Regions from separate parts of the Ovis aries genome. Here region 1 is linked to region 2. The links are chromatin contacts, called in public Hi-C maps. All regions are on one chromosome and are shown on one strand. The core of a region is the stretch at or near the end of the contact, and the rest is flanking DNA. Distances in the headings are between cores, read along the strand shown.

Region 1 (3,640 bases), core at 689-3,188, 91 kb after region 2:
TTTCCTTGGGAGGAATGATGCTAAAGCTGAAGCTCCAGTACTTTGGCCACCTCATGCGAAGAGCTGACTCATTGGAAAAGACTCTGATGCTGGGAGGGATTGGGGGCAGGAGGAGAAGGGGACGACAGAGGATGAGATGGCTGGCTGGCATCACTGACTTGATGGACGTGAGTCTGAGTAAACTCCGGGAGTTGGTGATGGAGAGGGAGGCCTGGCGTGCTGCGATTCATGGGGTCACAAAGAGTCGGACACGACTGAGCGACTGAACTGAACTGATTCTGTTTTACATTTCTACCATTGATGTTCAAGTTTTCAATTTCTCCACATCCTTACCAACATGTTATTTTCTGGCTTTGTTTTTAATGCCATCCTATTGGGTACGAGGTGATGTCTCATTACAGTTTTAATTTGCATGTCCTTGATTATTAATGATGTTGAGCACATTTTCATGTAACTTTTGGCAGTTTGTGTGTCTTTTTTTAGAGCAATGTCTATTCAAGGCCTTTGCTAACTATTTGGTTTTTCGCTATTGAATTGTAAGGGTTCCTTATACATTTTGGATATTAACCTCTTATCACATATATGGTTTGCAAATCTTTTCTTCTATTCAGTAGCTTTCTTTTTCATTTTGTTGATTGTAACCTTTGCTCTACAAAATTGTTTTAATTTCACAGAGTCCCACTTGCTTATTTTGCTTTTGTTACCTGTGCTTTTGATGTTATAGCCAAGACATCATAGGTACTGTGCTAAATAGCTTCTGTCATGTTCAACTCTTTGCGACACTATGGACTATCGGTAAAGAATCATAGGTCCTAGGTGTTGTTATAGAGCTCCTCCAGATGACTTCAGCATGCAGCCAGGTGGACCATTGGTCTAAAATATACCTTGCTATGACATAAAGCCAATGGCTCCATCTGGAAATGAAAGTTCTCTCAATTCAACAGGCGAGAAGCTAAGCACATTCAATGTCTATTTGGCATGGTGACCATTAGAGGGAGGGACTTGTCTACATTTCTGGATTGGATAAGGGTGAAGTAGGGAGAGTATAGTTTGAAAGATCATATTCAATATTGTTATCCAATTTCATTTCCCATTTTTTTCATAACTTAAACTAGACAAAGTAAAGCTCAATAGAATCTTTTTACTCCTGAGATATTTAGTGATTCTCAATCATGGCTGTGTGTGTTTGTGTATTATGTGTACATAAAATTCAGGGGTCAGGAGGTGATATCTGCAATTTAATTTTAAGGGTTTAATAGTCTAGGAAACCAGCTACAGAGAGTTCTTATTATTTTAGTCGCTAAGGCATGTCCAACTCTTTTGTGACCTCAAGGACTATAGCCCGCGAGTCTCCTCTGTCCATGGAATTTCCTAGATAAAAATACTAGAGTGTGTTCCCATTTCCTTCTCCAGAGGATCTTCTTGACCCAGGGATAGAAGCCTTGCCTCCTGTATTGGTGGGTGGATTCTTTACCACTGAGCCACCAGGGAAACCCATAGAGAGTTAGTCCCTGACTATATACACATGCGTTCATGAAATATTTCTTGAATGGCCCCCTAGGTGTCAGTGCCTTTCTGGGTCCTCTAGCTTTATTATTTCCAGTCTACTCACCCTGTGAAGTAGGTATTGTTATGCCATTTTGCAGATAAAAAGTGTGACCCAAAATGATACAACAGAGTCACACAGTCAAGAAGTGACTAGAATGTAATTCCGTAAGGGCAGGGGTCTTTGACCTGTCCACGGCTGTATCCATAAGCCCAGGACAGTGTCTGGTAAGGTAAGCTCCCAAAGTATATTTGTAGAAGAAGCTGAGCTGGAGACTGGACTCGCTTCTGTCAGTTGTGTCTGAGCTGCGGTTTTCCCCTCATATCTAGGCACTCTCAGCTTATCCTCTCCTACGTCACCTTTGCCTTCCCCCATCCTTGGTTCAGAGGAAGCTGCCTTATGTGACTGCATCTTATTCTGTGAGGCTGTGGGGATTGCATCTCACTGGGTCCTTGAGCACACTGTGGAGAGGGTATTTATTCATCCAGGAAATATCCATTTACATACTAAAATCTGGTTGCTCTACAAGGTTAAAAGAATACAATAACTACTGTGTATCTGCAGGCTAGGGAGCTAAATATATCAAATCCAGCAGTAGTTAACAAAATATTATATCATAGTAGTAACATAGTGATAATCAAAAAAGGGGCTCCAGTGAAAATATCCAGAATGTTCTATATTGACAAAGCCCTTTTAATTCTATTCGTTAAGCAAAATTACTTTCACTTGTATTTTAATAATTTTGCACATGAAATAACACTGTTTCTAAAATATGCCCGATAAAATAAAAACCATGAATTTGTTTCTACAGCTTAGATGTGTAAGCTTTCAGGGGAAAAAAAAAGAAATGGAATATACGTACTGTTTTCTATGATTTTTATTTTATCATTTTAGAGTACTCAGATGAGGATTTGGGAAATCTTCATGTCACTTTCTTAATAAAGCCACAGTGAACACTTAATGCTGCTTCCACTTCCCACACACAAACTTTCTAATTATAAAAGGACTTTTCAGACTTATTCAGGGCATATAATCTTATTTGCAGCTCCTAATTGGAGGACTGTGTTTGTTGAAAAGAACAGAAGTCTTCAGTCATTTAGAATAAAGCTGGCTCATCAACCCCTGTGGGAAGAAAAGAACTATTTATTTTATCCGTTAATCCCGAATACAAACACAATAAAGCTGTCTTTTCTAATAGTGACCTATTTCATGTTAAATTGGGATAAAGCTAGCTTTGCTCAATAAGACTATTGTGGTCAACAAAAAAAGTCAATCTTATTAGGATTCCCATTGAATACCTTCCAATAACTTATCTTTTAAAATGCTGAACCCCAATCCCAATTGAATTCTTTATGTTGTCTGACACAAAATGCAAATCTGGAAAGAAAATAACCTCGACTAGTGAGCCCCATCTAGTGACAGGGAAGTAAATTGCTGTTCAAAAACCTGATCTGTAATTATCCCCTATTTTTAATCTGATTTTAAAATTCTTCTGTCTGTGCTCAAGCCATTATGTTTTAGTTTCTCTGTTTTTTATTTCACCTATACTTTTATTCCTGAGAATATATAGCCTTTTTATACCAAGAAATTTTTTCTTTTTTTTTTAATATTGAAGTGTATTTGATTTACTTGTCTTTTCTTGATACCTTAAAATTCTGTCTTTAAAAATTTAACATTGCTTAAAATTAGCCAGATTTCCCCATTTATATTTGAATTTTAAAATATGGGCAACTACATTCCTTCAATAGCGCTACATGCCATTATAGACTAAACTGTTTGATATAAATAGTATTACTCATCTATCAAGAGTATTTAATCAAAAACTCTAAAGAGTTCTCTTCTGTACACATAAGAACTTCAGAGGAACAAGACTGGGTCACAGAAAAAAATGCAATGAGACATCTAAGGACATTAAATCTTTCAAAGTTTCCTTTCTCGGGTAATATCTACATTTGACGACTACAGTGGCTCAGAGGTCAGTTTCTTTCAGCTGACTATATTAGAAGTTAATTTTGGCCTGTCTGCATTCAAGGCTTCTGCATTTCTTGACTTTTACTATCACAATAATAAACATGTCAAAAGCAGAATAAAGCT
Region 2 (4,084 bases), core at 814-3,313:
CATGCATGCATATGTCATATTGTCTTGTCTTCTCCATTTAAGGGCTTCCTTGATAGCTCAGTTGATAAAGAATCTGCCTGCAATGTGGGAGACCCTGGTTCGATCCCTGGTTCTTCCCTAGCGGGAAGATCCACTGGAGAAGGGATAGACTACCCACTCCAGTATTCTGGCCTAGAGAATTCCATGGACTGTATAGTCTAAGGGGTCACAAAGAGTCGGACACGACTGAGTGACTTTCACTTCACTTCACTTCTCCATTTAAAGAGTACTGTTTTAGAATTTTTTGTTTTTGCATTAAATCCACCCCAGACCTCACGTTACACTTCAATCATATGATTTTTTATTCTAGTTGATTCTCATTTGTACTGACCTTATAAATCCATCTTTTAAAGTAGGTTATTTAGATGAGATCAGCAAGGTTGCTCTATCTGTTTTATATTGATTCCATTCCTTCCCATTTTAGGTCAGGTGACATTTTCTATTCATTTCCCCCAGTTTCAGGGCATAGTCTACTGCACCCTTCTAATCACAGACTAAAATCTTACAGGGGAGCTGATGTTCTGCACTTAGGCTTCTCTGAGAAGAGAAATGGTGGAGATGAGTGTCTGGGGGTGTCACTCCTAGCAAGAAAGTGGCTTAATGGCATCAAGATGGTGAAATTGGAGTTAGTAATAGAACTTGGGAATTGGCAAGAATCATTAAGCAGCAAAGCTCTTAGAAGCAGACACTGCACTCTGACTGCCTAATGATGCCCCCTAACATACAGATTGAACTATAGAGATGTCAGAGGAACAGAAGCGAAGTTGGAGCCCCAGAGCAGAGAACATGATGGTTCCAGAAAATTCGTCAGTCATAACTAAGAGATACCAATAGATAAGGATTTGGGTACCCAGGAGAGAATATCTGGGGCTCCAAATAAAGGATGGCTGGCTTCCAGACGAAAACAAATCTGCTTCCTGAGAAATAGGCTTGCTTAAAAATTCTGTTCTTGGACTTTGTCAGCAATTCTTAACATTGGTTGCAAATTGGAATCACCCGAGGAGCTGTTAAAATTACTGATGCCTGAGTTTCACCCCCCAGAGATTCTGACTTCATTTGTCTGGGCTGAGACTTGGCCACTGGGACCTTTTAAAAACTTCAGCTATTTCTAATGTGCAGCTAAGGTTGGGAACCACTGGACTAGAGAGAAGAAGAACAGAGTGACCTCAGGAGACATAGGAGGAAACTTGGAAGGAAGGGAAGGGACCTGAAACAGCCTAAGTCATCTGAGAAGGGTGAGCCACAGAGTCTTCCATGACCTCATTCCCCAGGTTCCCATTGAAACTGTGAAGAGGATATTCAGAAAGAGAAGGCAATGGGGGGAAAGGCTGAGGTTTCTATGGCACCTCAGAAAGGTGGCCATGGAAACTTCTGTTTGGGGACTACAGTTGATTTTGGTTATAGCAGTAGCTGGGACCCAGTAAGTCCTTTGAAAAAGTGCTAAGTAACTCCTAAGAGAAAGTGCTTTGTAAACGGTATCTTTTATTGGATCCTTTCCCTTCTCAGTCCTCTCTGGGACACCTCTCTATATAGGTGTCTTCCGGCCTAACATCTAATTTCCCTCCAATTCCTCTATTTCCCAGGCATGGGAAAGAAGGCAAGAGAATGGCTTCTTCTTGGCTGGAAATACCTGGGAGAATCTAGTATACGGTTTTCAGCAGGTATGCGAGTGAATATTCTGCAGCTGCATTTCCCAAAGTGAATTATTGAAGCTGCTTTCTGGAGATGTTCTCCTCTGGGCCCATACACACTTGAGAAATGCAGCAAGCTTCAGTGCCCTGGTTGAGATGCATGCTGCTCCTCAGGAGAAAAAAAATGCTTTAAGATCTCTTGCAGAAAGAGACCTGTTTGTTTTTCCTTAACCCTCATGTCCCAACTCATCTGGCTATGGAATTGTTTTTTTCTGCTCAGCACATTAACATCTTGCCTCTTTCTCATGACACACTTTTGGGAAACTGCCCCAGAAACTACAATCGGTGGCTTCATTCACAAAGGACAAAGAAGGCAGCTGCATCCTGAACACACGAAACAGGGCACGAACCCCAGTTGGGCCCTGGCCTCTCACTCAAACTGTGCCCTTTTCCACCCCCTCCACCACCCCCCTTCCTGTTGCCATGGAAACGCCCCTGGAGAGTTAGGACCAGGCCCTCTGTTTCTTTCCTGCAGCCCTCCTCCCCTACCCCTTTGTGTCTAGAAGAACTGAACACGCAGTAGGTGATGTTTTGAAACATTGATTGATAGGGAGTTAGGGGTGTTCACTTGGGCCATCTGCAGGTGGGCTGGAGAGGAGGGGATGGCGTCCCGTGGCTTGCATCTATGTGTCTGTAGGAGAGCCAGCCGAGAGGGTGGGAGAGGGCAGGTCTGAGAGCTCACATAGCCTTGGCATTGCCTGGTGGTTTTTTTTTAAATGCTTGATCACAAGTATTTCACAAATTAGGGATGGCAAAGGGTACATCCAAAAAAGAAAACATTTTGATTTCTTGCTATGTTTGGTTTAGGGGTGAGTTTTTCTTTCAGTAAAATTTCTGGTCATGTTGCTGGCTAGGATGTTGGTTTTGTAATAAATAATTTTCTTTTAAGTTTGAGAAGAAAAGGATGTCCTACTTTCTCCTCTGTCTCTAACTGGTGACCGTATTTTCAAAGACCCAAACCAGGACACAGCCTGACACACTCACAGCCTCACAGCATATTTGAAATAGGGGATCTGACAGGACCAAGTGTTTGTGTATATGTGTGTTTACATTTATTCTTTATTGAGGTAACATTGGTTTATAACATTATATGAGTTTCATGTGTACAACATTGTATTTCTATTTCTGTATGCCCTGCATGCTGACCACCAAAAATTTAGTTTCCATGTGTTACCATATACTGATCCCCTTTAGTCAGATGGCCCTCCACTCCATCCCCGACCACGTCCTCTCTGGCAGCCACTACTCTGATCTGAGATAGTGTATATGAAATGGGGGTGCCAGTCGGAGATAATCAGCTGTCCTAGCTGCTGTGTCTGGATGCCTCATGAGTAGTATCATTTCTAAACTAGAGAGTTAGTGAGGCCAGTTTTGGTATCCATTGATTAAACCTGGGTACCATACATAAATTTTCTAAATTGATGTCCACATTTACAAAATTTGTTCATTGGTGCAAAGTCAAGAGCAGCCTGCCCAGAGAGAGGGAAACCCCCCAGAAATTCTATTCAGTGTCTAAGTGCATGAAAGACCCGGTTATCTCCCATCTGCTCTGCTGCCCCAGCCCAGGCTTGGGCGCTCTATGAATGAGAGGTTTGTGGGCATCTGCCTGATGCAAACCAAGTGCCTGGGAAAGCTTCACACTACTGAGTCTGTCTCCCAGCCAGCCGAGGAGGCTTCCCAGGGTCTGAAAGTACCAATTCTTCACACGTGAGCACTGGCGGAGGATTATAATTTAAATCAGCTGGTTCTTATTTTAAGTGTGAAAAAAGGCCAGTGATTAGGAGTCTGTGCGTGTGTGTGTGATTGGCTGGCATTTGTGAAGAGTCTGCTGTGGACTGAGAACTTTATATATCTATGAGACATATGAACAGATATTTTATTGATATCTGTATCTAATAAATAGATATTAATTTATCTATCTATATCTATAGATAAATATAAATACCATTTTATATATGCCAGATATATAACTATATATATTTATTTCAGATATATATCTGGAAATACATCAATATATATTTGAATATATATCAATATATTTATAGCTATCATTTTATCTTTACAACTTTATTTTAATACTATAAGGAGACAAGGAAATGGAAACTGAAAGTGGGTAAATACATAATATGAGCTGCATAGGTAAGCCTGTAAATTTTAACTTATTCTCACTCAGCTCTGTCTCCTTTAAAGAGAAACCTATTTCTTTAACATTGGTCATGGGCAGGAGGCACATATAAGTCTCTGATAACAGAGTGTTTTCACGAATGAGGAATATAAGGGTTACCCCATTTGCCTGCCTAGGGCACACATTCTAAGTTTCACCTACCACACCACTTCTTGCATAATCAATACAT

Evidence for each region. A called contact is a pair of places that touch in the nucleus more often than the background predicts.
Region 1: a contact with region 2 is called in a Hi-C map of hypothalamus, with 6 times the contacts expected there. The contact joins two enhancer-like sites. A contact is called at or near these places in 4 of 16 Hi-C or Micro-C datasets (hypothalamus, liver and tail adipose tissue).

The regions. Positions count from the first base shown.
Region 1 is chr6:70,607,688-70,611,327 of ARS-UI_Ramb_v3.0, forward strand. No RefSeq gene overlaps it. Among named protein-coding and RNA genes, the nearest start is that of PDGFRA, 170 kb to the left of the region's middle. Within about 2 kb of position 1,939, at least 4 of the 54 cell types and tissues checked have an H3K27ac peak or open chromatin away from gene starts, as enhancers often do. A contact at or near this core is called in hypothalamus, where this site is marked.
Region 2 is chr6:70,516,113-70,520,196 of ARS-UI_Ramb_v3.0, forward strand. No RefSeq gene overlaps it. Among named protein-coding and RNA genes, the nearest start is that of PDGFRA, 82 kb to the left of the region's middle. Within about 2 kb of position 2,064, at least 7 of the 54 cell types and tissues checked have an H3K27ac peak or open chromatin away from gene starts, as enhancers often do. A contact at or near this core is called in hypothalamus, where this site is marked.